Regions from separate parts of the Mus musculus genome. Here all the other regions are linked to region 1. Evidence: chromatin contacts called from public HiCAR-type and promoter capture Hi-C data. All regions are on one chromosome and are shown on one strand. Each heading gives the region's core, a stretch centred on a gene start, on an enhancer-like site or on the middle of the called end of the contact. The rest is flanking DNA. Distances are from core to core; before and after follow the strand shown.

Region 1 (3,711 bases), core at 338-2,837:
CACCATGGTGGTATATACCTTTGGTCCCAACATTAGGGAACCAAAGGCAGGCAGACTTCTGAGTTCCAGGCCACAGATAAACCCCAAATCAAAACCAAAACTCAAAATCAATATAACAAACCCATCCTCAAGCAGTGAGACAGCTCAGTGGTCAAAGGTGCTTGCTGCCACACCTGACAGCCTGAGTTCTGTCCCCAGAAAGCACATGATGCAAAGACAGGACTGATTCCTGCGAGTTGTACCCTGATCTTTATACATGTACCATGCCCCCGCCCCCACCCCCCCCCAGAGTTATTTACTGGCCTACACATGTCTGCCATAGCAGGCTGCTGTCTGAACTCTCTCACACACAGAACAACAAATTTAAAACAAACAAACAAACATTCAATCACTAACCCAAACTCCTAGATACGTCACTTCTAGGTATAGTCCCTAAATAATCCAAGCTGGCATATGACCGAGGTACCTGTATATCTATGTTTTTTGGAGCAATATTCACAACAGCCAGTTTATGGAAGCAGTAACAGACAAACAGATCAAGATAATGATATATATGATACATATATGGTATGGAACAACATTCAACCATTAGAAAGAATAAAATGAGGTAATTTACAGGAAAATGTATGGGACTGGAGATCATGTTACATGAAGCAAGCCAATCTCAGACTGCTAAATATGCTTTTTTTCTTGTATGCAGGATACAGACCTTAAAAGGACTTATTTTTAGAATTTATGTGTACACACACACACATCTACCTGTTGGTATGGGAAAACCAGTACAGTGCCCCAGAAGAAATGTGGTCCTGGAGTTACAGGCAGTTGTGAGCTACCTGATGTGGGTGCTGGAAACGGAACTTGGGTCCTCGCCAAGAACATCAAGTGCTAACAGCTGAGCTATCTCTCCAGCCTCCTGTAACCTGACCCAAATTATGACCTAAAGTGGGGAAGTATTATTCCAGAAAAGGAAGGGGACCAGTGGGAAGGGGGACAATAGGATACAAACATAAGGTTAAGGGCCAGAGTACGTGGGTCCAATCATCTGTAACTACCGTTCCAGAGGATTCAATGCCCTCCTCTGGCCTCTGTAAACGCTTGGCACAGAGGCACTTGAGTGCTGAGGCAGGATTGGTTTTTAGAAAAACCTGGCCTACACCATAAGATTATCTTAAAAATAAAACCATATTTACTTATCAACACCTCAGAGTTTACTTTTAAAACCAGTGGGTAAATTTTTGTGTGTTTGCATGAGTGTACTTTTTTTTTCCTTCTCCCTGTAGAGACAGGGTTTCTCCATGTTGTAGCCTAGGCTCTCCTGGAACTCATTCTGTAGACCAGGCTGGCCTCAAACTCACAGAGATATGCTTGCCTTTGCCTGCCAAGCGCTGGGATTAAAGGCCGGCGCCACCACTGCCCTGATAAAACAGAATTCTTAGGATTTCTGTTTCAGAAAGGGGGCTATGAAAGCCATACCGCAGCACCGGCATAAAGACAACCGTGCGGAACCTTCGGGCTGCATCGCCCTTTGTTTCCTTCCCAGGGACAGGGAAGCATTAGGGTAGTGCGCACTACCGGGCGCTGGGGTTGGTCTGCAGATTTCGGAAGCGTCTGCTCCCCACTCGAGACTTCCGGAAGCCTCCTCCTCACGGTTGCACCGAAGGAAGGGTGCGCGACTTCAGAGCAGCGTCCCTTAGGAGGCGCGACAGCGACAAGACAGAAAGTAGGCACGTCCCGCCACGGAGCCTGACTCCGGGCAGAGCGCACGCGTTCGGCTGTCCAATCAACGTCTAGGGGCGGGCCGGCTGGTGGGGCTTGGGAGATAGGTGGAGCCGAGCCCACATTCTCCAATGGGATGCAGGCAGAGGCGGGCTTAATGGCAGAAGGAGCATGGCGTGGAGACAGCTGAGAGTGAGTCCTGCGCGGGGAAGCTCATTCGTGGTGTGGATAACCGGCAGGGAGGGGGATGAGGCTGGGAAACTGAAAGGCTGGGACCCTTGAAGTGTGACCTGCACGTGCACAGCTAAGGGCATGCAAAAAGCAAGCGTATGTGGGCAGAGGCTAGGCTGAACCTGAGAGATACGCGGGCATTTTTTTTTTTTTTAAATTGATCCAAGTATCGGGCCTTTGTGAGGACACGATCGCCTACGCTCCAAGGAGGGATGAAATAAGACATAAGGCCACCCTTTTGGATCAAGTGTGGTCAGAATGGAAGTTCCATGTGAAGAGTTCTTAGTTGTGACCCTGGTCTGGAAAAAGGGCACAGATACTGGTGCTTGACTTGAGGAATTTCTGCAAACTCCCCGAGGAGGGAGAATGAATACTTGGTTTGTGTTGCAGGCAAATCTGATCATATCTGCTACTTCCTTGTTTAGTGGACAAATCCCATTAAAAAAAAAAAAAAAAGTGTAGGCGCGCGCGCACGTGCGTGTGTGCACACGTGAGTGCAGATACCCTCTGAGACCAGAGGGTTTTGGATCCTCTAGAGCTCCAGTTGTGAGCCGCCTGACATGGGAGCTGGAACCGAACTCAGTTCCTCTGGCAGAGCAGCACGTGCACTTAAACCAAATCTGTTAGCCAAATGTTGGCTGACGCCTCTCTTCTTTTCTCCTGTTTCATTTAAAGCAGTGTTTTCCTTTTAGTTCCAAGCAGCCGTCTATCCCTCCCCCATGCCTTGGCCCCTCTCATTGGCCTCATCCACCTAGAGATCTCTTCTCCAGCTGCTATCTCCTCTTTAGCTTGTGTCTAACCTTTGAAAGTCAGCTTTTACTCGCTTCCTCAAGATCCTTCCATGATTTATCCCTTCATGTCACTTGTCATGGCTCTATGTTTATGTGGCCATTAGTTTGTCTCTTGGGTTACACTCTCCTGAAGAACAGGTTTGCTTGCCTTTGGTGAAGGATCGAATGAGTGCATTAGCCACATAGCATCTGGCAGTGATAGTTATCGAAAAGCATAGGGAAGCACTTTTGACTGGGTTGTGGTTCTCTGCCCAACAAGACTTAAGCTATGTTTATATTGTAACCACTTTTATATTATACTCATATGACATTTTATGCTGGTAACCTTTCTAGGTATAATTTTAAAGTGTAAACAAACACCATGTTCTTACCACAGTATGAAGGAGAAATGAAAACATGCGTTTTAGTATGTAGAAGTCAGAGCACCACTCACCCCTATAGATGGTCAAATGTTTAAGCCTCTCCTTAGAAATGATTGCCACAGGTGTGCCCTGGTTTACAAGCAGAGCATCATACTCTCTGGTGAGGCTGTAGGGATGACGACTTATTCTTGGTACTGTTGTGTAAGCTGTGTTCCTCAATTACAAGGTGCCAGTGTTCCTGGAAAGTATTCATGTATATGTAAAATCCTGTGGGAGGTAGTTGGTGTTTGAGATGAACTATATATAGCTTGTCCCTTGGCTCAGATAGGAAGCTTTTGTTAAAACCTACATAAATATCAGTAGCAAAGTTTAAACATCATACAGTATACAGGGAAATTAGTGTGTTGGTTTTAAGCAAGGAAGAATACTGACAGGGCTGATTTTTCTACACCTAGTCTATTAGTATTTTTCCTTCATTAACTAAATTTTTCTCATACGGCCTCTAGGGAGCAGTACTGCCTGCCTTGAAAATCCCCTGGCAGATCCCTTGAATAAATAGATACAGCCTCTACAAAGACTGGTGTGTGTGTGGGCAGGAAATGAAGGGGTCA
Region 2 (3,711 bases), core at 882-3,381, 2.5 Mb after region 1:
ACATCGTGAGTTCCAGGACAGCCAGGGCTGTGTAGAAAGGCCCTGTGTCAAACAAACAAACAAACAAACAACAACAAAATGTTGGCCCAAGATTGACATTACACAGCCATAATTCTAGTGCTTGGGAGGTAGAGGAAGAAGAACCAGGAATTCTAGGTTATATAAGATCCTATCTCAAAATAACAATTGATACAGCAAACAGCTAGGCTGGGGGCATAAGGGGTTTGGTTCAGTGTTTGCCCTGTACTCATCTAAGGCCCTGGGTTCAAGCCAAAAAAACATTGTTTTAAAAGGAGGAAAAAGCCGGGCGTGGTGGCACACGCCTTTAATCCCAGCACTCGGGAGGCAGAGGCAGGCGGATTTCTGAGTTCGAGGCCAGCCTGGTCTACAGAGTGAGTTCCAGGACAGCCAGGGCTACACAGAGAAACCCTGTCTCGATAAACCAAAAAAAAAAAAAAAAAAAAAGAGAGAGAGAGAGAGAGAGAGAGAGAGAGAGAGAGAGAGAGAGAGAGAAAACAAGAACTGGAGAAATGGCTCAGTGGTTAAGAACACTGACTGTTCTTCCAAAGGTTCTGAGTTCAAATCCCAGCAACCACATGGTAGCTCACATCAGATGCTCTCTTCTGGTGCGTCTGAAAACAGCTACAGTGTACTTACACATAATAAATAAATGCATAAATCTTTAAAAAAAAAAAAAGAATCTTTAGGCTGGGCAGTGGTGGCGCCTTTAATCCCAGCACTTGGGAGGCAGAGGCAGGCAAATTTCTGAGTTTGAGGCCAGCCTGGTCTACAGAGTGAGTTCCAGGACAGCCAGGGCTACACAGAGAAACCCTGTCTTGGAAAAAAAAAAAAAAAAAGATTGACAGTCAGCAAAGGAACAAGAGAGTAACATCTTAGTGGGGTGAAATGTTCTTTTTCCTTACTGTAGTGACTACATGGTCAAATACACTTGTCAAACCCCAGCTAGAGGTGTAATATAGTTGACAGTGTTTGCCTAATAAGCATGAGCGATCTGATCCCTAGAAAGGCATATACAGGAAGATTAGAAGTTCAAGGTCTACAGAGACTATGTAATAAGCTGAAAAACGCCCTGTCACAAAGAGGAAAATTATCTGTGGCCCAACAGTCTCAAAGAGATCTTGAGTAATAAGATTTGATTTGAAGCACTAACAAAAGGGTTGAAAGCCAGGTGTTGGTGGCCCACACATTTAACCCCAGCGTTCAGAAGGCAGAGGCAGAAGGATCCCTGAGTTCGAAGCCAGCCTGCTCTACATAAAAGTTCCACGGACACACACACACACACACACACACCCCACACACTCTACTGCCTAACCAGGAACAGGGGTGGGAGGAATCTCAGCTCACTGGATAAGAGCACATGTGCACATGTTCTGTTTTCTCGGAAGATCCAGTACCCAACACCCACATCAGGAGGCTCACAACCTCCTCTTATCCAGCTCCTGGGGTTCTGACCTCTGGCACCAAACGCAGATGCAGATGCCCCCACCCCCACCCCCACCCCCCCCACATACAAAATTTAATTGTTTTTACTTTTTAAAAAAACTGCCTTCTCCTCTAGAAAATAAAAGCCCCCCAAAGCACTGCTTTCTAAGGCATACTTCCTGGAAAGGAGCAGTTCTGAACTGGGCTCGATTAGGTCGTTAAGTGTGTGCCCTTGAGAGCTCCCGGCCTCCGTGAGCCTCAGTTTCTCTTTATGGGAAACGGGTTGATGGCCTGGCGTGTGATCTAGCATCCTGCAAGTGCTCCATGCATTGAGAAACGCACGTTGTCAGTCGAGGCTGAGACTGCAGCCCCTCCGAGGGTCACGGTTCCTTCCGGGCGCCGGACAGCCACGCGTGGCCTCTCCCCACCCCCACCCCGGCAGCGCGCGGAGGCCTCCCGCCTCCCCGGCCCGCACCTCGCTGAGGAAGCGGGTGATATCGTAGACTCGCCCGTGGATCACCATCCACGTCTCTTCCGCCGAGTTTCGCTTCGCCACCTCCTCCAGCCGGTAGTAGGTGACGGAGGGCTCGGAGCCCTCGACCTTCTCGCCACTGCCGCTGGCCTCCGGGGTCGCCATGGGATCCGAAGCCCTCTCCGCCGCTATCTGGGCTTCCACCGCTAACTTCCTTGACTTGCCGGCCCGCGCTGGGTCCTCCTCGGCTTCCGTAACCGGGTAAACCTGGTCCGACGTCCGACTGGCCAATCGGCGTCGACCAGCCCCTCCAACCTTGCCAATCAGATATCGTGATTTTGGACCAGCGCCTAAACGTGGCCGGGTGACAAGTGTCACCACAGGAGAGCATTCTCTCTGCTCGGCCCATGGGCAGGCCCGGCCCTAAAAGAAAAGAGCCGGTTTCCAGCGTCTCTTTTCCCTTCCTGCCACCCTGGGTCCCCGAATGAACGGACCCGCATTTTCCCTTGATCTTCCCATCCAGAATTGCAGCCCCCGGGGTTACAAGCTTTGCTGTCCCCCAGACTGGTTCCCTTTAGGCTCCAAAAGGCTCAACAATTAAAATGGGTGTGGTGACCTCTACCTTCCTTGCCCAGAGGTTTGGGATGTGTGTTAAAGAGAGTGTGCTAAGAGAGGCGTGAGCCCAGCAATCCACTGTGTAAATCACAAGTGGCGTTGGACTCCATGGCTCTTAGGTACAAGGCCTTAGGACAGCAGTTGGGGCAAGGGTAGATGTCCTAAGTTTCTTCCACTACTGACAAAACAATCTCTAACTGAATTCTTCAGTGATCAGGGCTCATCTACACTGTTTTAGTTTCTAAATGGCCTAAAATAGGATTTACTTCAAATGACCCTTGCTAAAAGTCTAGGTAATTTGGAATTCTAAGTTAATGTGCAAGGTTGCGAGCCTTTCTCTTTAATTGCGGTGAAAACTAAGAGGCTGATCATCCTAAAATGTTTCACGGTGTTACTTCACAACCTAGCACTCATGACTCTGTAAACTATTTGCAACCTCTTTCACTAATATTTTATTGTTTGTTTGTTTGTTTAGAAATGTATCAGTATGTAAGCCTGGTTGTCCTGGAACTCAGAGGCCTCTGCCTCCCATGTGCTGGCTTAAAAGGACACCACCATGTCTACTTTCCATAACCTAAGTTCCTAATTACACAAACTATGTACTGTAGTTTGCTCTGATGGCTCTCATAAATACTGACCAAAACCAGCTGGAGAAGTAGAAGGTTTATTATGCTTGCAGGTTATAAGCCATTGTCTTAGTCAGGGTTTCTATTCTATGCACAAACATCATGACCATGAAGCAAGTTGGGGAGGAAAGGGTTTATTCAGCTTACACTTCCACATTGCTGTTCATCACCAAGGAAGTCAGGACTGGAACTCAAGCAGGTTAGGAAGCAGGAGCTGATGCAGAGGCCATGGAGGGATGTTCTTTATAGGCTTGCTTCCCCTGGCTTGCTCAGCCTGCACTTTTATAGAACCACAACTACCAGCCCAGGGATGGCACCACCCACAATGGGCCCTCTCCACTTGATCACTAATTGAGAAAATGCCTTACAGCCGGATCTCATGGAGGCATTTCCCCAACTGAAGCTCCTTTCTCTGTGATAACTCCAGCCTGCATCAAATTGACACACAAAACCAGCCAGCACAGGGGAAAGGCACCACAGTAGAGACTCAGAGCACTTGCTGAGCAAAAGTGACGACTTAACCATTCCCTCCCTCGGCAGTAAAAGCCCGGCAGG
Region 3 (3,711 bases), core at 859-3,358, 2.4 Mb after region 1:
AGCATCCCTATTTGGACCGAAACATGTGAGCGAGCAATTCCAGCTGGGAAGTGTGGGAGAGCACTGCCCGGCTTCTCACGCTCACTTTGTTTCTAGAACTTGGTGAGACATTAATGCCTGACACTGCTCAGAGAACAGCATTTTGTTTTTCAAGAGAGACTGGCCAGGACATTTTATGCTTAATTCCCAAAGACCATAGCTGTCTGGAAAATCACATTACCAGAGAGAAGTCTTGATCAGCGGCAGTTACTATTGACCATTGCAAACTCCAGGAAGTTAGGTAGTTAAGACAGGTACAGCAAAGAACTGTTTTTTATTTTTCTGAAGCAGGTTCTCATGTAGACCATGGTATAGCTAAGGTGGTCTTCAAGTACTGACTCTCTTACCCCACCTACCAAGTCTCTTTTTATTATTTTTTTATTTTTGAAGACAACAGTCTGACCATATGGCATCAGCATATCCCAAAGAGTAGAATTATTTTTAATTCTAATTAGTTATTACCGACTAAAGCAGGTGTCATGGCACACCTTCTACCTCAGCACTTGGGAGGCAGAGGCTGGCTGATCTTAGTTCTAAGCCAGCCAAAGCTACAGAGAAAAATAAACTTGTCAGATCGACAAATTAAAAATCTTCAAAAATTTTATATTGTACTATGTGCTGCCATCAACTGGGATATTATCAGTCTACTGTGAAACAATGGTGACCATTACCACTTATTAGCTGGAACATGAAAAGCTGTTTCTAAAAGAAGAGGGAAATGAAGACTGGGCACGGTGGCCTATGCCTATAACCCAGAGCTCCAGAAGGGAAGGCAGGAGGGCTGAAGTTCGAGGTCATCCTCAGCAGACACAGCAGACCCAGGTCTGGAACACTGACTTTCTCTGGGAAGAAGGCAGAGGCTGCCTGAGGGGGAGAAGTGGTGCAGAGAAGGGAAGGGAAGGAGAAGATGAGAACTCTATCCCACAAAAATGAAGGCTGTGCTTCAGAAATCATATTTTTACAGATTCAGAAACCCTGAACCACAGAAAGGAAACTAATTAATAAATGAGCTTCCCTCCCATTCGGGAAGGAAAGCCATCTCTGCATCCTAGGATAGGAAGTGTCTGCCTCATCCTCTGTGAGAAGCCGGATCACTTCTCAGCCTTTTGCTAACATCAAGCACGGAGATAAAGCTGAGGGATCAAGACTTTCTTCCTGGAAAAGAAATCAGTTTGGAATATAATTCTATGAAGACCTGGTAGGTAGCCTTGAAATTTTTCCAAAAGGCTGCCTTTGCCTAATGTGCCTGGAGGGTAAGAGACGACCTGCTGGAAACAAACAACAGCCAGAAGGATCCTAATGGAGACGGGTCCCTGGGGAACAAGTAACTGGAGAAAAACAGGCTTGAAAGCACAGCTCTCCGTCCCTCCCTAACCTGGATGGGGCTATACTACATTTCCACATCTAAGTCACCATGCTACTTGGTGCTCCGAGGAGGCTTTTCTATACTTCTTGCAGGGGGGGAAAATCCAGGGCCAATCATTTTATTTCAGCTGATCAGTCTCTAATTGCTTGGCTTACAGAAGGCAGCAATGCTTGCACAGGAGCAAATTCAGTGTCCCCGGGTTTTATCTGCAGTGGCAGGCAGACAGGCACGTCGGTCAGCACAGGGTGTGCTGCCTGCCTTCCTTCCTATCACCTGTGCTCTTTAAAGTGCAAACCCAGGAGGCTGAACAAGTGGCTCACTGGTTAAGAGCACTGGCTACTCTTCCAGAGGACCAGGGTTCCTTTCTCTGCACCTTCATGGCAGCCCTCAACTGTCTGTAGCTCCCGTTCACACCAATGTACAGAAAATAAAATTAAATAAATTATCTAAAAAAAAAAACAAACAAACTGCAAAGCTAGCTCGACTCCAGAGATTCTAAACAGAATTAGTGCAAGCCCAGGAAAAGAACACTGGTGCAAGGAACAGAATTTCTGAAACACTGCAGTGGATTCCGCACAAACGTTGTGCCTCCTGTATCAACAATAAGAAAACCAACAAGAAACAACTGATAGAGTTCTAGAGACCGTAACTGACCAGTGTCTTTCTCTTGCTTTAACATATGAGTGCGTTCATGATCGCCTTGGGAAACTGGTGAGGGCCACTAGGTTCAAGGTCGCCTGTGAAAGCTTGGACTCAGGGTGGCGTTCTCTAGAAATGTTCAATTAAGATCATATTAGCTCAAATTTTACCTTAATGTCACAAGAGGATTCAAGACTGAGTGAGGTAAGAGGAGGGAGAGGGAAAACCAACCGTCAGTGGTCACAAACGTTTAAAGAGTCATTCCATCTCCTTAGTAACTTAACAGAGCGAGCGAGCAGTATAGAAGAGTTAATTATATACACACCCTGGATTTCAGGGCAACAGAAGGCACACGCTGCCAAGCAAGCAGCCTCTTGAATTGAAAGAATTCTTGTGCCCAGGCCAATCTGAATTGCTGTGTCAAACCCGCTCATTATTTCCTGGCTCAATGAAGAATGAGAATCTAGAAGGAAGAGGGGGAGACTATTGTGTCCAGGATGAGCTAGGAGACACCCAGACTGCTATCCCTTTACTAAAGGGCACGGAACAACCTCTAAATGACAGAAGTCAAGGGAAGCAGCCGAGAACATGGGAGGTGCCACTGCCTGCTTATAGGAAGTAGAAAAGACTTCCACGCTTTCCTCTTGGTCCGTAAGTGAGGCAAAGCACACCGGGGGTTTCCAACACCCAAGTGCTACACTTGCTGTTCTAGCTGAGCCGGTGAGAGAACTGGGAAGGTGTGGACAATCTGAGCACAGAGGAGTTTAAATTTCTGAGGAAATGAGGACAGAAAGAAAGAAAGACCTTTTTTTTCTTTTCTTTTCTTTTCTTTTTTTGGTTTTTCGAGACAGGGTTTCTCTGTGTAGCCCTGGCTGTCCTGGAACTCACTCTGTAGACCAGGCTGGCCTCGAACTCAGAAATTCGCCTGCCTCTGCCTCCCAAGTGCTAGGATTAAAGGCGTGCGCCACCACCGCCTGGCTAAGAAAGACCTTTATATTATAAAGAAGATATCTTGTAGAAAAAAAATTTATCACAGTATCCATCACATGTTTTAAGTAAAAATAAGAGGTCTTCCCAAACTGAACCCATAAACTAATTTCTTTCAAAGCCACAGTAAACACACTTTGGAGTCTCAATAAAGAAAGCTCGCAGAGCATTAATAAGGTGTTTCCTACTGGGCTGAAGAGCTGTCTCAGCCATTCAAGGCTGGGCTCACAACAGAAATGTTAAAATGATTCCTTCTGTCTAAGATTTAGCTTTTCCTTTTTTCCTGACAGGTGTAAAGTCCAAATTCCTTAAAAATAGAATTCTGGGGCTGGTGAGATGGCTCAGTGGGTAAGAGCACCCTACTGTTCTCCCGAAGGTCCGGAGTTCAAATCCCAGCAACCACATGGTGGCTCACAACCATCTGTAACAAGATCTGACTCCCTCTTCTGGACAGCTACAGTGTACTTACATATAATAAATAAATAAATCTTTAAAAAAAAAAAAAAAATAGAATTCTGGGAGCCAAGCAGGGTGACACAAACCTTAAATCCCAGCACTCAGGAGCCAGAGGCAGGGGAATCTCGGGGAATTTAAGGCTAGCCTGGTCTACAAGGCACAGTCAGGGCTGTTCCACAGAGAAACTCTATCATGAAAAACAAAAACAACAACAAAAACCCAGA
Region 4 (3,711 bases), core at 430-2,929, 2.4 Mb before region 1:
AGAGGATTGCCTAGACTTGGGAGGCCAGCCTGGCTGTCTCAAAAAACAAACTTACAACACGACCTAAGTAAAAAAAGCGACACCTTTGTACTATACACTAATCACAGCCAGATCTTAACCTCAAGTGCTTAGAAATTCACCTCACCTAAGAAGACCACAAAGCAACTTTCCTCTTTATATAGAAGTACATTCAGTTAAGCCAAAATACGGAAAGTAAACTGACCTGCCATGCCATTCACATAGTTTATATTGAGTAAGACCAGAATATAGGCAATATCTTAAAATGAACGGCCAGGGGCCTTTTCTCAAATAAAAAAGATGGAGGATGAGAAGAAGAGGAGGAGGAGGAGGAGGAGGCGCAAGAAGAGGTGGAGGAAAAGGAGAAAAGGAGAGGAGGAAGGAAGGAAGGAAAAAGGGGGAAGGGAAAATATCTTTGAAATTTCTGAAAACAGAAACAGGTTACCCTGTTACCTCCTGGGTATGGTGGGTAGGAAGGGTAGAAGATTTCCATATATACTGTACTGTGTTCCTTTTGAACACAGAGCCGTTTTTGTAAACTAGTTACTGTTCCGTAGTCTCAGTCACTCCGAAGGCAGGAGAATATTTCAGGCATAGAGTTTGGGGACAGCCTGGGCGACACAGCGAAGAGACTCAAGTTCCCCGCCCTCCCAAACCCAAATCCATCAACGAACAAACATCCAGTCAACGGGAAGGAAAAGTTAAATGAAAAGACAAATTAAAACCAGAAAACAAGGGATAAGAGGAAACGGTGCACTTTCGCTTCGGACCTCAACAGAGAAGAGGGGCTGAGCTATGCCACCCACGGCGCCCAAAAAGACGCTCGCTGACAGGCAGGCAGCCCCGCCCCCCGGAGCCCCGAAGGTGCCGGCCTCACCTCCGCTATCCGCGGCCTCGGGGTCCTGCTCCGCCTTCCGTTTGAGCTTCTGGGAGGACGGGCTGACCGGGGCGTTCCCGAGCAGGTACTTGTGCTCCTGACCCCGTAGGTGCTTGAGGTAGCGGTCCTTGAGCGACTGCCAGGAGTGCTGCGTGAGCGAGCTCTTCTCCATCGCTTTCCACAAGGCATTGCCTGTGACCGAGCTGGGCGAACGGGCGTTCTCCTTCACGTAGGTCAGGATGGCCACATCTTCCGCGTCGGTGTAGGCGATGCGCCCGGTCAGGGGCTGCGGCTCCGGTTCCGTGGAGCCCTCGGTGGAAGCCCCGGGCTTCGGATCGGACGCCTGCTCCGTCAGGCCCAGCCGATAGGCCTCCAGGTCCAGCTTCTCGTTGCGATCCACGCAGTCTAGGATGTACTGCGTGGAGATGAAGTCGCCCGAAGCCTCGGCCAGCGCCTCCCCGGGCTGGGCGAGAAGCACGGCTCCGGGTTCCTGCACCCGACACACGGTGCCGCCGCCGTGCAGGATGAGCGTCGACAGCCGGCGCTTGGCCGAGCTGGGCCGCACGTAAAACGACATGGCGCTGCCGTCTTCTCTCACGAACAGAGTGGAGGAGTGAGTGGGCCCATTGGGGTCTTTACCCAGATCCATCGCCTCCGCCATACCTGTCGCCCCGCTGTACAAGTAAAGCGCAGAAACGACACCACTAAGACGGACTCTCCGCCGGAGGAGCCCAGCACTGCGCCTGCGCAGCGAGAGTCCGGCCGAGGGCCCGCCCTCTTTCCCGGAAGAGGCAGGACTTAGAGCCACGACCTGGAAGTTCTAGTTCTACGCTAGTCATAATTTTTTTTTTTCTGGGTCGGGCCAGTGGGGAAGATGGCCACGCTGCAGGAGAGTGAAGTCAAAGTGGATGGCGAGCAGAAACTAAGCAAGAAGTAAGTGTCGTTGAAGATCTCTAAGTGTCTCTTGTTGCAGTGTTCCGATGGGAAGTGCCTGGAGTTTTCCCGCCAAGGCGACTGTGCCTGGGGTCCCTCTTGTCTTTTCCGGTGGGTGAGCACATGCTGGGACAGAGATGCAGTGCCGTAGAACCTACAGCCTCCAGGATGCCCCAGGAGGATCAACTGCGTGGCTGATGGGTTCCCTGGTCCTAGCCGTAGGGACGAGCATACCTAGGGAAAGCCAGCACAGAAACCGGGAATGGTAGCAAAGAAAAGTGAAACTAACTTTTCCCTACCTTCTAAGAAATGCTCTTTTAATTGAACCACTCCCCCAACGGATAGACTGGAAAATGGTTAAATATCTTTGTTCTTAAAAGAAGAACCTTTACATTATCCTTGGCCTATCCAAGGTTATTCTGCACCTTGGGTGTTAAAAGGGGGTACGTTCTGAAACAATAGTGTACCTACCCATATGTGTCACTCAAAGGATCTGTGACACGGGAGCAAGTGGCCTTATTTAGCGGGATACACCAGGCTCCCTTTGCACTGCTGGGGGTATCTTTGTAAAACACTCCAAATCCCAGAATTGAGTAGGCAGATAAGATTACCCTCCCTTTAACTGGTTGCTTTTAGGACTACACTCTAGTCCACTTGACCCACAGAACACTAGCAATGACTTGAATGTCTTCTTAGTGCCTGGAACTACATAGTACCCTCCAAAGCTGTAGGAAATAACTAGTTTAAGCTGTCACATACCATGGCTGCTTTCGTTAGTACCCTAGCAATAAATAAATCCCCTTATTGATCCCCGAGGGAAATACCAGAAACCTTCTAGATAATAACTGGGTTTCCTTTTTATGGCTGTGTTTCTGCTTTGTGTGGTTTAGAAGGATTTTAAAGAAAATGTTTAAATTTATGGGTTGCAGGCTCCCTGGTTGGTTGTCCTTTGTGTGAGCAGTTTAGTGGATTCCTTAGCGGAGGATGGGTGAGTTTATTAAATCAGTAGTTGGAATTTTGAGTCACAAGCGAAAGAAAGTACCTCAGTTTTCAGGTAATTTAAGGAAGCCTTACTGCTGCTTTCAAGTCACTTTTCTTTCTTTCTTTTCTTTTTTTTTTTGGTTTTTCGAGACAGGATTTCTCTGTGTAGCCCTGGCGCCCTGGCTGTCCTGGAACTCACTTTGTAGACCAGGCTGGCCTCGAGCTCAGAAATCTGCCTGCCTCTGCCTCCCTAGTGCTGGGATCAAAGGTGTGCACCACCACACCCAGCCCTCAAGTTACTTTTCTTAAATATACCTTTGACTTTAATTTACCCGTTAAACACCACGCTGGCACTATACAAACTTTGTCTAATCTCAGTAGTAATCTTGCAAGAGAAATGTTCATGCCCACATTTCCAAGTCAGAAACTACGGCCCTGGGTTTATGAGAAAATGGGAGTTCCCAGCGGTTGTGGGTGTGGCTTAATGGCTGCTTCCATGCACAAGGCTCTTGATTTCCGGGGTACTGCTAATGAAAATATATGTTCCTCGTGTGCTTCCTAGCATTGCTCTGAAGCACTGGGACAGATATCTGAAGGGAAGTCTATACCAAATCTGTGATCCTCGGTTGCCTAATGAAATCAGGTAGTTTTGTTTGTTTTTTGTTTTTATAAGACAGGGTTTCCCTGTGTAGAACTCACAGGCTGCCCTAGACCAGGCTAGCCTCAAACTAAGAGATCTAGATCTACTTGCCTCCAAAGTGTTTGTACCACCACAAGCTGGCTTTTTTTTTTTTTTTTTTTTTTTTCGAGACAGGGTTTCTCTGTATATCCCTGGCTGTCCTGGAACTCACTTTGTAGACCAGGCTAGCCTCGAACTCAGAAATCCGCCTGCCTCTGCCTCT
Region 5 (3,711 bases), core at 634-3,133, 2.4 Mb before region 1:
TGCTTGCAGAGGCCAGAAGAGATGTCAGATCCCCTAAAACAAGCTACACATGGCTATGAGCCACCATGTATCTGCTGGGAACCACATCTCGGCCCTCTGCAAGAACAAGTGCTCTTAATGGCTGAGCCATCTCTAGCACCGGGAACTCAATTTTACGTTCTTTTGGCATGGGACCCTAGCAGGTTCTGTGTCCTTGTCTGGATGCGTACTTCTAGATTTTGTAACATCAGGCAACAGCAAAAGTAGGATAGTGGGGAGAAAAATCCATAGTGCCCTGTTATTGAAAGGCGGGGTCTTACTACATAGTCTGGTTGTCCTGGAACTTAACCATATGGAGACCAGGCTGGCCTTGAAGTCGGGTCGCAGAGGTCTGCCTGCCCCCGCCTCCTGAGTTCCACTGAGCCCGGCTCCTGGTGCTTCTGAACCTCGGCAGATGCTCTGCTCTTCTCAGGAAGTGCTTCTCTTTCCTCTTCTCTAGGAAGTACTTCTGTTTCCTGCCATGAAGCCAGAGGACAAGAAGGAAACTGCAGCGACCACTGAAACCCCAGAGAGCACAGAGGCCAGCCCCTCTGTCTAGAAGGCACATGCAACTATGGTGTCTGCATCTCAGCAGATCTGGTCTGAGGGAGCGATTCCTGTGTGGCGCCGTCCATCTGGCCACTGCAGTCCAACCTCCACAAGAGAGAAGAACTAAAGAAGTTCTTTTTATTCCTCGTTACCAAATAAATCATTTCTCTCTTTACCCATGCAGTGTTACTTTTTCTCCCCCGGGCTGCTGGTCTGATGAGTGGTCTAATTAGAGCTCTGTCATTGTATTCTTTTTAAGATTTATTTTTATTATCAATTGTGTGTGTGTGTGTGTGTGTGTGTGTGTGCATTTAGAGTGCAGGTGCCCTGAGGCCAGAGATGTTGGGTCCCTTAGAGCCAGAGTTACAGGCACTGTAAGCTGCCCAGCACGGAGGCTGAAAAACGAAGGTCAGCCCCATGGGAGCAGGGTGTGCTCTTAACTCCTAAGCCAACTTCTCGGCCCCACCTGCAGTCAGAATCTCTAATAAATGTATATTAATGTCTGTCTATTCAGTATGAGCCATTGTGCTGAAATACTGGAAACAACCAGAGAACAAAAGTCAAGTCACTTCTTCCATAAAAATCCCTTTTATTTTCTTTAGGGCTTGAGTGCAGAGTTGAGGGAGAACCAGACCAGATCCAGTGCAGGTTCCTTTTGGCTGGAGGCAGACTTAGACTGCAGTACAGGAGACATGGCTCAGTGCTGCAAGGGATTGATGCTCTTACAGAGGACCAGGCTTCAGTACCCAGCACCCGTGTGTCAGGCAGCTTGCAACCGTGATCCAGTTCCCAATACCCTTTTCTAGCTGCCTTGGGCATTTGCATGCACATATGTGCACAAATTGACAATTGATACAGGCACACGCACATAAATCTTTTAAAATATATACATGCATATATGTCCATAAGACTGTATTTGAAGAGCCGGGCAGTGGTGGCTCATGCCTTTAATCCCAGCACTCCGGAGGCAGAGGCAGGTGGATTTCTGAGTTCGAGGCCAGCCTGGTCTACAGAGTAAGTTCCAGGACAGCCAGGGCTACACAGAGAAACCCTGTCTCGAAAAAAAAAAAAAAAAAAAAAGAAACGATTTGAAGAATAACAATGGGTTATGAGAGAAATGAGTGAGGGCCAGGTCATCCAAGCCCATGACTGAGGTGAGAAACTGTCAGAGGATCTGCTTATAGTTCTGTTCAAAATTTTGATGAGATGCGAGCTAAGTCGGTCTTTGCTGCGGAGGCGGCTTCCTCCCCTTTGCACCGTTCCCACAGACTACAAAGACCAGCGTGCTTTGCGGGCAGAGCTTGACCGGAGCGGCCCTCTAGGGCGTCACTTCCGCTGCGCAACCTGGTTAAACGAGCGTGGCGGTAGAGGGGCATCGCGTGGAGGTTGCGGCGCGTGGATAATAGGGTGTGAGGGACTCCGGATCGGCGTCTCGGGGTTAGCTCTACACAGTTGGCCGAGGGGAGGGCGGTGGGGGGAGACTGTGAGGACCTGTGTCCACTGCTCCCACGGGGAGGGGTCTCAGCCCTGCTAGGCTCTCCAGCCCTGCGGTAGGAAGGGTGGGAAAAGAAGTGTTTGTTTGTTTTTTCAACCTTTGCACTGTTATTTTTAGCCAAAGCAATACCTGTTGTGAGCTGCTTCGTATGAAGGAGCCCTGGGGTTGTAGAGATGAATTACAGCGGACCCAAAATATCGAAACGTTCGACAACTGCGTGAATGACGTGATGTAGTTTGGACCGCTTCGTCCCCTTGTTTTGTAGTTCTAATGTGTACCTCGAATTTAATGGCAGATGGCTACCTTCATAAAATAAACTTCTGTGATGCCTATCAGGAACTAACAGGATTCTGGGATTCCTTCTAGAAATACAAGACTTCTCTGCGTTAGACTTGAAAGTTACAATCTCTGTCAGCCCCTGCCAGAATAGTCATTACCATTTACTGCAAAATGTGCCTGCATTTTGCAGAAGTCTTAGAAATACCTTGCCAAAACATCGCATCAGAGCTCAGAAAAAAAACAAACTAACAAAAAAAACAATTCTGTTGTTTATTCTACAAATGCTCTGCCATCTCTAGCCATCGCGTGAGCTCATCTACGGAGCTTTTTATATAATCGACTGAAGTCGAGCTATATCCAGTGAGCGCTAACAGCCAAGAGTGAGAGAATTTCTTCTGCCAACTGTAGGCCTCTTTCAGATCTGATCTGCATAATGTTCTGTTAGGTTGTATGGAAGTGGCTTGGTGTGCCCGTTACATTGCTTCTCTTCTGCCACCAATACAAATTTCCCAGATCACCAAATGTTGTATCTTCTGAATGCTAATCACAGTATATAGACATTTGCCTTTTTAAGTATTTATAAGAGATGTTAAATACTAGCTAGGTGGCACGTGCCTTTAATCCTAGCACAAAGGAGGCAGAGGCAGGTGATCTCTGTGCGTTCCAGGGCACCCAGGTCTACAGAGCAAGTCCTAGGACAGCCAGGACTGTTACACAGAAAAGCCCTGTCTAGAAAAAAAAATGTTAAATACTATTAGTCATGTTTTAACAGATGTGAAAACTAATTACCCAGGAATCACACAGTTCATCTGTATTAAAACTGAGATTGAAACCTAGAAAGTATAACTCCATGCCCACACCCTTAAACACAGCTGCTGTGAGAGCTTTCAGTGAGAGACTTTGGAAATTTGCTGGAGTGAGGTAGATTAGAAACGGAGGAAAAGAACATTTGTCTCAAAAGAAACCTTGTAAGGTGCTAACATGCCCAAAGCAAGCTGAAATCTGAGAGGACAGTGTAAAACATAGAATGGCCACATTCATTAACTTATCATTTGTGTTGATCTTGAAGAAATAGCTTGTCTTCTGGGCTTCACTCTTTTTTTGTTGTTTTTTGTTTTGTTTTGTTTGTTGAGACAGGGTTTCTCTGTGTAGCCCTGGCTGTCCTGGAACTCACTTTGTAGACCAGGCTGGCCTCGAACTCAGAAATCCACCTGCCTCTGCCTCCCCAGTGCTGGGATTAAAGGCGTGCACCACCACGCCCGGCCCCTGGGCTTCACTCTTCATTAAAGATGGGAAGGGAGGGAGGTTAATAAGAAAAAAAAAAAAAAAAAACAACCTTAGTCTGAGCACCGTGGGGCTTCACTAGAGAT
Region 6 (3,711 bases), core at 432-2,931, 2.1 Mb after region 1:
CCATCCATGTCTACAGGGATCAGAAAGGCTGATTCCTCCCTGAGGATTGTCATTAACCTGAAACTTAAGCAATTAAAAGTCAAGACGTTGAGGATGTTTTGAAAGAAACCATCATGGGGGAGGATCCTCAGTCAGGAGAGATGGTAGCTCATGGCTCAAACTAATTCATTAGGACTGGAGCTTAGAGTACAGGAGAGTGGCTTCCACGGAGGCCGATAGGTAGATGGAGCCCCATTTGTCAGAGATTTCCAGCTTACTTAAGGATTTGACAAATTATCCTGAGAGACAATAGGAAGAAATGTGGCATTTCAAGCAGGAAAGTTCATCTTAGAGTTTTACTTTAAAAGATTAATGTAGGAGCTGGAGAGATGGTTCAGCGGTTAAGAGCACTGACTGTTCTTCTGAAGGTCCTGAGTTCAAATCCCAGCAACCACATGGTGGCTCACAACCATCTGTAATGAGATCTGACTCCCTCATCTGGAGTGTCTAAAGACAGCTACAGTGTAGTCATATACATAAAATAAATAAATCTTTAAAAAAATTAATGTAAAGAAAGACAATGGTCTGGTGGTCTCCTGGGCCAATGGTAGACCATATTCAGGACAGGTTTGGATAGATCAGAGGATGTTCTGGTATAGATTGAGTTAAGATACACAGCTAGTAAGTGGGCCCAAGATAGAGAAATAAGAGCTGGCATCAAGTTCTCAAGGACACCAAGGGATTGGATCAGGTGCCCAGAGAGAGAACGTAGTGGGACCAGAACAGACGTCATAAACTATTCTGAGCACACACCATTTCTCACTTAGCTCTACATTTGCCAAGCCCAGTCCTGGACTTGCCATCTCTTAAACAGTAATGAATAATCTATCTAATGGACAAACGCAGGCCAGTGAGATAGCTCAGTAGGTAAGACACTTGCCACCAAGTACACAACCTGAGTTTGACTCTCACAACCCACAGGCTAGAAGGACAAACTCTCTAAAAGTTGTCCTCTGGCTTCTCTGTGTGTTTATATACACACACTTATACAAACTTTTTTAAAAACACATAACTAAAAACTTCTAAATAAAGAAATATGCATCATGTCAAGGCAATGGCCTGTACTTTGGACACTGGCAGAAGCTCAGTTTACATGCCTTGTTTATAAATTTTCATAAAAGATAAAGGTATTCTGTGATTTCTCCCAGTGCCCTCTTGAAGAGCATTTCAGGTTTACAAATTGGAAGGGTCAATATAGAAACTGTGTCCTTTCTGGGTTCCAATACCAAAGAGCCAACCCAAACGTCTGCTGTCCCCACTACTGTGAGCTCACCAGTGCTGGTGGCTGGCTTCAGTCAAAGGCGGCAAACTCTGAGCCCTGACGTGGTCCTCCAGATACTGAGTGAAGTACCAAGTACCCCTGGAAAACTGGGGGTTCCATACTCTTCTCTGGAACATCCTACACATAAAAGTGGGCAGCAGCACTTCCTCACCCCATCCATCCCACACTCTCATGAGCCTTGTCACATTCTAAATGCTCTAAGAAACAGACACTGTCCAAACTCCACCGCAGAAAAGTGGTTAGCCTCTGGCCAAGAGAGGAAAGGGGTGGGGCAGGCTTCCCTGGGCTGCTGAATAAAGAACATTCTCAGAGCCTGGAGTTTTCCAACTGCTAGGAGCAGGAAGTGCCCAATCCCAGAGAACAGTAAGCCTCACACGCCCAGCATAAAGACATGTCGAGCCATTAGCCCTAATTGCCTGTGACTGACACAGAAGTGAGGCCGGCCTTCCAGGCATTTGCTCTGGAAAGAAAACAAACAGCTCACTGGGGACATAGGCAGCCATTTTCTCTCCTTTTTGCCAAAATGATTCTGCTCTGTTTCTCTCAAATTATAGCACACAAATTTGAAAATAAGAACAATATAAAATCTCCCACTTAGAAAATAGAAAATAAAATCTCTACAGGGATACACAAGCATTTGGTTAATAATCTTCTTTCAAAATCAAACACATTATCCCCAAATAATAATAATAATAAAAATAAATGGCCTTTTCAAAGCTCCCTCTCACCACTCCAGTTTTCTTCAGGTTTGAGATAATAAGAACTATCTGCAATGGTTTTCACTTGATCAGCACATTATCAGGAGAAAGGAGTTTCATGAATGTTTAGTATAAACAGCAAAAATCACACACACTTTCTGATAGAGGATTTTTAACAACTGAGAGTTCAGAAATGAAGCAGGTGACATCTTTCCAATGTCTGTACAAATTATCCACTGAAGGAATCCACAGCGTCCTCAAGCCTGCCTCAACAGGTCACTAGTGCTGAGCAGGACAGACACGGGCTCCTTTGAAACTTTCCTTTCTGTCTGTGTGTCTGTGTGGGATGGTTCAGCCCTTTCCTCCACGCAGGGACTGGGACTGCGCAGGCACTTAGACTGGATAGTAAGTACCTTCACCTGCTGAGCTGTGCACCAAAAACTTTTTTTTTTTTTAACAACAGCATTTTTTGGGGTAGGGGATGAGCCACTGGGCAAGTGTGAAGGCTAGAGGACAAGCTGCAGGGGTCAGCTCTCTCTCTCCACTCAGGGGGTGAGGCTTGGTGACAGGCACCTTATACTAAGCCATCTTGCCAGCATGGGACATTGGTTTATTTGGTACCATACTGATGACCAGGGTGGACAGTGGGACCAGCCCTGACCACAGTCTTAACTGAAATAAGACCATTTCCCAGGTCAGAAGCAGTCTCCCGCCTTGTGTCTCCTTGAAAACTACTTCAAAGCAATCCTCGCATGTCTCTCCGCATGTTTCACACACACCGTTTACTGGAGTCCCTCCACTGGGATGCTCGCTATCAGCACATAATCAACATGTAAACCATACAGCCAGGCCACAAGGGTGAGGTGCAGGAATGGATTCAACTGCTGGTGTGGTGTGGTTTATCCTGTGTGTGTGTGTGTGTGGGGGGGGGGGGGGAACAGGACCCATGTTCTTTTAATTTTTTTTCTACATTTGTTTATACGGTGTGTGTGTGTGGTTGTCAAAGGACATAAACACTCTGGCTTGGTAGCAAGTGCCTTTATCCACTGAACCATGTGGTCAGTTCCCAGAATCCATGGTCCTAATCTCCACTCACTACATAGTCAAAAATGAGCTTTCCTTTGTCTTGCTGGAGTTGCCATCTGGGTCGAGATCTTTGCTACACAAAGAGAGCAAGAAGACGAGTACCCAACTTAACACTGGCCACAGCTGAGGAAATAACACAGTCACAGCAACTGAGCACCTAAAGCCTGAATCCTTTGTGGACTGCCAAGGTCAAGCTCAGGAGGGAAAAAGCTAGTCACTAGTCAGACATCCTCCCACAACCCACGAAGGCAATGAGCTCCTTGTTCCACAGAGGCTGTCCACTTAAGTCCCAGCATAAAGCAGCACTGGCCAGCACGGGTGGTTCAGGTGCTCCGTGAGATGTACACAGAGCAAGCACTTTGACACCACTCTTGCTTCTATACATGGCAGCTTTGCCAGAGACCCCTGAGCACTGGGCAACAACCACAGTGTTTCTAACCTGGTGAGGAGAGTGCCATGATGGAACACAAGACTACTCACCCAGCAGGAAGAGCATCAGGGGCCTGGGCGGCAGCAGGGAGCTGCTGTGTCCCGGAAGTGCTGGCCTCCTCTCCCTCTGCTGGTGTGGACTGTGCAGGGAGAGATGTTGTGTTGGGATTTGAGGAC
Region 7 (3,711 bases), core at 891-3,390, 2.0 Mb after region 1:
CTGGGATTAAAGGCATGCGCCACCACGCCCAGCTTGTATGAAAAAAAAAAATATATATATATATAAAAGAATAGAAGCCGTGAAGGAACACAACCTGCTTATACTGTCCAGGACCACCTGCCCAAGGGTCATACTGCCTACGATGGGCTGGACCGTCCCACATTCGTCATTAGACAAGAAGATGCCCCACAGACTTACCCAATCTTATCTATGGAGGTGTTTTCCCTACTGTGTCTAAGCTCACGTCAAGTTGATAAAAACCAGCCTTTATCTGCCACGTCTGTAGACCTGAGCTCTACCCCTAAGTAGCACAAATGTATAGAAAGGTGTTTGAAAGACATTCCAGGGTAAGCAGCGACAGGTGGTAGGGATTTCTCAAGTCTGACAATGAGGACAATGTTATCGGGGAATGCAAAAACAAAGCATTTCCCGGTTTTTGCTGTTGCTGGTTTGTTGAGGCAGGTCTCGTGTAGCCCAGGCTAGCCTTTAAATCAGTTATGTAGCTGAAGATGCTTTTAACAGCGGAAGGAATTACAGGTGCACCCAAGCACACCTGTTCTTTTTATTGTTGACATTTTGAGACAGACACCTGCTATATGGCCCATGCAACATTGGACTATATAGGCTAGACTAACGGTAAGCCCCAGTCCTTCTGCCACAGTACCCTGAGTGCACACACATACTGTGTATGTGACAATAAAGAATGGACTTGAGGCGGGATCACAGGAGTGGGAGAGAAAGTAATGAGACAATGTGCTCATGTTTAAAGTCTAAAAAAAAAAAAACAAAAAACAAAAAACCTCAGTAACAAGAGAAAAAACAACCCAAACTAAACAAACAATAAAAACACCCTGAAATTTATATCCAGTAGACAGCAACCCCCTTCCCCCACTCTTGGCAATTACTATTTACTTTTTATCTGCAGTTCTGGCCACTTCATATAAATGGAACCTTCGTGTTTTTCTTTTTGTGGTTTGCTTGTGTCACTTGGTTGCTACAATGAAGACATTGGAATGGGAGCTGAGGATGTAGCTCCGTTGATATTGCGTGTGCTTGCCTATTATTCACAAAGCCCAGAGCTCAGCCCCCAGCCTCTGTTGTGCAAGCCCAGCACTTGGAAGCCGAGGGAGGGAAAAACAAAGGTCAAGGTCATTCTCGGCTCGCTAGCAAGTTCAAGGCCAGCCTGGGATCCCTGAGACCCTGCACGGAAGAGGGCGAGTGGAGCAGGGGAAACAGCTTAGGAGGTAAAGGCGCTTGCCACCAAGGCTGATTTTGATTTGATTGATTCTCTGAACCCACCTGCAAGTTGTCCTCTGACCTCCACACTTATGCAAGGGCATGGGTGCCCCCTCCCCCCATAAATTAGTTTAAAATGTAACAAAAATCTTATAAATCTGTTACACCTGCCAAGGCATGTGCTCCTGACGTCATCACTCTTGAGGTGAAGGCAGGAGAAGCAGCTGTTCAAAGCCAGCCTCAGCTACGGAACAAGTTTGGGGTTAACCTGGGTTAACCTGAATGAGCGCTTGTCTCAAAAATGAACAGGGCTGGGGAGGTGTCTCAGTGGGTCAGAATGCTTGAGGACCTGAGCCTGAATGTCCAGCACCCATGCAAAAAGCTTGAATGGCTGCTCAGAACTTGCCGCCCCAGCATTGAGAGGCAGAGACAGGCAGATGTGGGAGCTGGCCGGCTGGCCAACCTGCTTTGCTAAAACAGCTTCTGGCTCCATGACAGCCCATCTCAAACCAGCAACTGTGCGGAGCTGCAGCGGGAGACACTTGCTCTGTCCACAGCATGTGCACATACAGGGGCTTGCAGCCTAGTACTCACATGTACCCCCCACCCCCATGCACAGAGAGTTACAACAAAGCCGAAAGAAATCAAACCGAGGCTTCCAAAATGGCACAGCAAATTCTTGCTTCACTTTTCTGATGTAAATAACAATAAAGCCGCACAAAATAGAAGCCCAGTTTAAAGCCTAGATCTCGATGCTTTCGGTCAGAGGCTGACTGTGCAAAGCACTAAGCAAGGCTCAAACTGGGGAAACGGGAAGCATTTATAACGTGCTGCTACACAGCGTAAGTAAGGGTAATCGGAAGACAGGAAAGGGAAACCAGACACTGTAGCCCATGCCTGACGAGGTCACGAGTGTGTGTGGGGCACAGTAAAGAAACTGCTGACGTGACCTCTCCATTAAAGACGATTAGAAAGCATCTGGGAAGAAATGAAAGCAGATGGGACATGGCCAGAGTTAGGAAGCAGGAGAGAAGGCACGGGGGTGGGGTGGGGGTGGTGGTAGTGGGGTGGTGGGGAAGGTGGAGAGGAGAGGGGAAGGGAGAGAGAGTGCACACCAGAGAGCAGAGACTAGAAAATACTGAGAGCACACGTCGGGAGGGTTCTAAGTACGAAGAGTAGCTGTGGCGAGGGACAACCTTTGAGGGTGGAACACTCATTTCACAAGTCCCAGAGGTTTTCATTTCTCCACCAGAAGTCATCTGGAGGGCCTGAGACCTAACAATGGGGAGTTGCTGGTGTGGTGACAGGTCTGAATAGCTCCAGTACTGAAAGCAACTGACTGGGACCAAAATGGCTGAGGGACCAAAGAGTGTTGGGGACCTTTGGGCACAGACCATTTGTGTGTCTGAATTTGAACATTTTACATTTTTAAAACAAAAGTGTGCTTGGGTATGGGTGTATGTGTGTGTTTGTGTGTCTGCTATCCCAGTGGTTGGGACAGAGCAAGAGGATCAAGCCCCAAGCTGTGCCTCACGGCAAGAACTGTCTCAAAACCTAAGAAACCCTCCTGTGCACACCAATCTAGCTTCCAGGAGTGTCTCCTAGGGGCCCGCCTGAGGTCATAGGACAAAGCTACGCAGACACTGGCAAGCGGCTGGACCATCAGCGCGCAGCTCACCTCAGGAATGCAATGGGTCTGCTACAGAACATTCACGGTATGAATGACACGTGACAGTGAAGGAATGAAACCCATGGTGACCAACATGAGAAGTGCCACCCACATCTCATTAATGAAAGAAGTCACTCAACAGCTTGGCACCATAGAGGCAGAATGCTGTGGAGTTTGGCACTACCCTGGTCTACATAGTGAGTTCCCAGACAGCCAGGCTATATAGTGTGATCCTATCTCAAGAAAACAAAACAACAAAAACTTTACTATGAAACTTTTGTGTATCAGGTGAAAGTTCCTCATAATTTTATCAAAATATAATGTTTCCTCAGCAAGTGGGAAAAGAACCCTTTGGAAGGGCAAAGAGCTAGGTTTTGTGTACTTAGCTAGAACACAGACCTGTTTTTAAGTCCTCACGCCCCAAAATAAGACGGGGGTGGGGGAATGAGAAAGGGAGAAGGCTTTGGAACTGACAGAGGTGAACTGGTCAGTAAAACTGCAAGGCAGCCAGTCTCTGTCTCCTGGAATCAACACAGAACGTGGGAGTCATTTGATATCTAGGCATCCGATGGTGGTCTAGCTCATGCATGTTTGGCTTTAAAAAACTCTTTTGATACAAGTATGTTTTGTCTGCATGTATGTATGTGCATCGTGTGTGTGTGTGTGTGTGGTGCCTGTAGAGATCAAAAGAGGGCCATATATCCCTTGGAACTTCAGTAATAGATGTCGAGCACTATGTGGATGCTGAGAACTTAACCAGGGTCCTCTGCAAGACATAAACACTCTTAACTACTGCGCCCTATCTA

The links. Promoter capture Hi-C pulls out the DNA fragments that hold promoters and counts their contacts. HiCAR-type assays count read pairs that join an accessible place to other places. Capture Hi-C pulls out chosen DNA fragments and counts their contacts.
Region 2: a contact with region 1 is called in a promoter capture Hi-C map of the HPC-7 cell line. The contact joins the promoter of Cyb5b here to the promoter of Dhodh in region 1. A contact is called at or near these places in 7 of 39 promoter capture datasets (the HPC-7 cell line, cranial neural crest, hippocampal neurons and 4 more) and 3 of 115 datasets of contacts at active chromatin or transcription factors (astrocytes, embryonic forebrain and large pre-B cells).
Region 3: a contact with region 1 is called in a HiCAR-type map of astrocytes, with 6 times the contacts expected there. The contact joins the enhancer-like site here to the promoter of Dhodh in region 1. A contact is called at or near these places in 4 of 39 promoter capture datasets (hippocampal neurons, maxillary cranial neural crest, pre-B cells and 1 more) and 1 of 115 datasets of contacts at active chromatin or transcription factors (astrocytes).
Region 4: a promoter capture Hi-C map of liver shows a contact between it and region 1, with 2.7 times the contacts expected there. The contact joins the promoter of Terf2ip here to the promoter of Dhodh in region 1. A contact is called at or near these places in 2 of 39 promoter capture datasets (liver and pre-B cells) and 1 of 9 other capture datasets (liver).
Region 5: a contact with region 1 is called in a promoter capture Hi-C map of adipose tissue, with 2.7 times the contacts expected there. The contact joins the promoter of Adat1 here to the promoter of Dhodh in region 1. A contact is called at or near these places in 4 of 39 promoter capture datasets (the C10 cell line, liver and pre-B cells) and 1 of 9 other capture datasets (adipose tissue).
Region 6: a contact with region 1 is called in a promoter capture Hi-C map of embryonic stem cells, with 4 times the contacts expected there. The contact joins the enhancer-like site here to the promoter of Dhodh in region 1. A contact is called at or near these places in 9 of 39 promoter capture datasets (the 3T3-L1 cell line, the C10 cell line, cranial neural crest and 6 more) and 2 of 115 datasets of contacts at active chromatin or transcription factors (astrocytes and large pre-B cells).
Region 7: a contact with region 1 is called in a promoter capture Hi-C map of maxillary cranial neural crest. The contact joins the enhancer-like site here to the promoter of Dhodh in region 1. A contact is called at or near these places in 8 of 39 promoter capture datasets (3T3-L1-derived adipocytes, the C10 cell line, cranial neural crest and 5 more), 1 of 15 datasets of contacts at CTCF or cohesin (large pre-B cells), 1 of 484 Hi-C or Micro-C datasets (B cells) and 2 of 115 datasets of contacts at active chromatin or transcription factors (acute myeloid leukemia and embryonic forebrain).

What each region holds. Positions count from the first base shown.
Region 1 is chr8:109,606,549-109,610,259 of GRCm38.p6, reverse strand. Dhodh (dihydroorotate dehydrogenase) reads left to right here and starts at 1,587. Exons shown (of 9, transcript NM_020046.3): 1 at 1,587-1,908. The coding sequence starts at 1,888.
Region 2 is chr8:107,149,081-107,152,791 of GRCm38.p6, reverse strand. Cyb5b (cytochrome b5 type B) reads right to left here and starts at 2,131. Exons shown (of 5, transcript NM_025558.5): 1 at 1,919-2,131. The coding sequence starts at 2,080.
Region 3 is chr8:107,171,093-107,174,803 of GRCm38.p6, reverse strand. All of the region lies in intron 3 of Cyb5b (cytochrome b5 type B), which reads right to left. Among named protein-coding and RNA genes, the nearest start is that of Cyb5b, 22 kb to the right of the region's middle. Within about 2 kb of position 2,108, at least 21 of the 459 cell types and tissues checked have an H3K27ac peak or open chromatin away from gene starts, as enhancers often do. A contact at or near this core is called in astrocytes, where this site is marked.
Region 4 is chr8:112,009,327-112,013,037 of GRCm38.p6, reverse strand. Terf2ip (telomeric repeat binding factor 2, interacting protein) reads right to left here and starts at 1,679. Exons shown (of 3, transcript NM_020584.2): 1 at 896-1,679. The coding sequence starts at 1,556. It overlaps Kars (lysyl-tRNA synthetase), which reads left to right and starts at 1,684. Exons shown (of 14, transcript NM_053092.3): 1 at 1,684-1,828. The coding sequence starts at 1,770.
Region 5 is chr8:111,990,474-111,994,184 of GRCm38.p6, reverse strand. It overlaps Adat1 (adenosine deaminase, tRNA-specific 1), which reads left to right and starts at 1,883. Exons shown (of 10, transcript NM_013925.5): 1 at 1,883-2,004. Kars (lysyl-tRNA synthetase) reads left to right here. Exons shown (of 14, transcript NM_053092.3): 14 at 479-746. The coding sequence ends at 577.
Region 6 is chr8:107,517,986-107,521,696 of GRCm38.p6, reverse strand. It overlaps Wwp2 (WW domain containing E3 ubiquitin protein ligase 2), which reads right to left. Exons shown (of 24, transcript NM_025830.4): 8 at 3,586-3,711. Among named protein-coding and RNA genes, the nearest start is that of Gm51547, 14 kb to the right of the region's middle. Within about 2 kb of position 1,681, at least 106 of the 459 cell types and tissues checked have an H3K27ac peak or open chromatin away from gene starts, as enhancers often do. A contact at or near this core is called in embryonic stem cells and second pharyngeal arch cranial neural crest, where this site is marked.
Region 7 is chr8:107,559,765-107,563,475 of GRCm38.p6, reverse strand. No RefSeq gene overlaps it. Among named protein-coding and RNA genes, the nearest start is that of Mir140, 10 kb to the right of the region's middle. Within about 2 kb of position 2,140, at least 126 of the 459 cell types and tissues checked have an H3K27ac peak or open chromatin away from gene starts, as enhancers often do. A contact at or near this core is called in acute myeloid leukemia and pre-B cells, where this site is marked.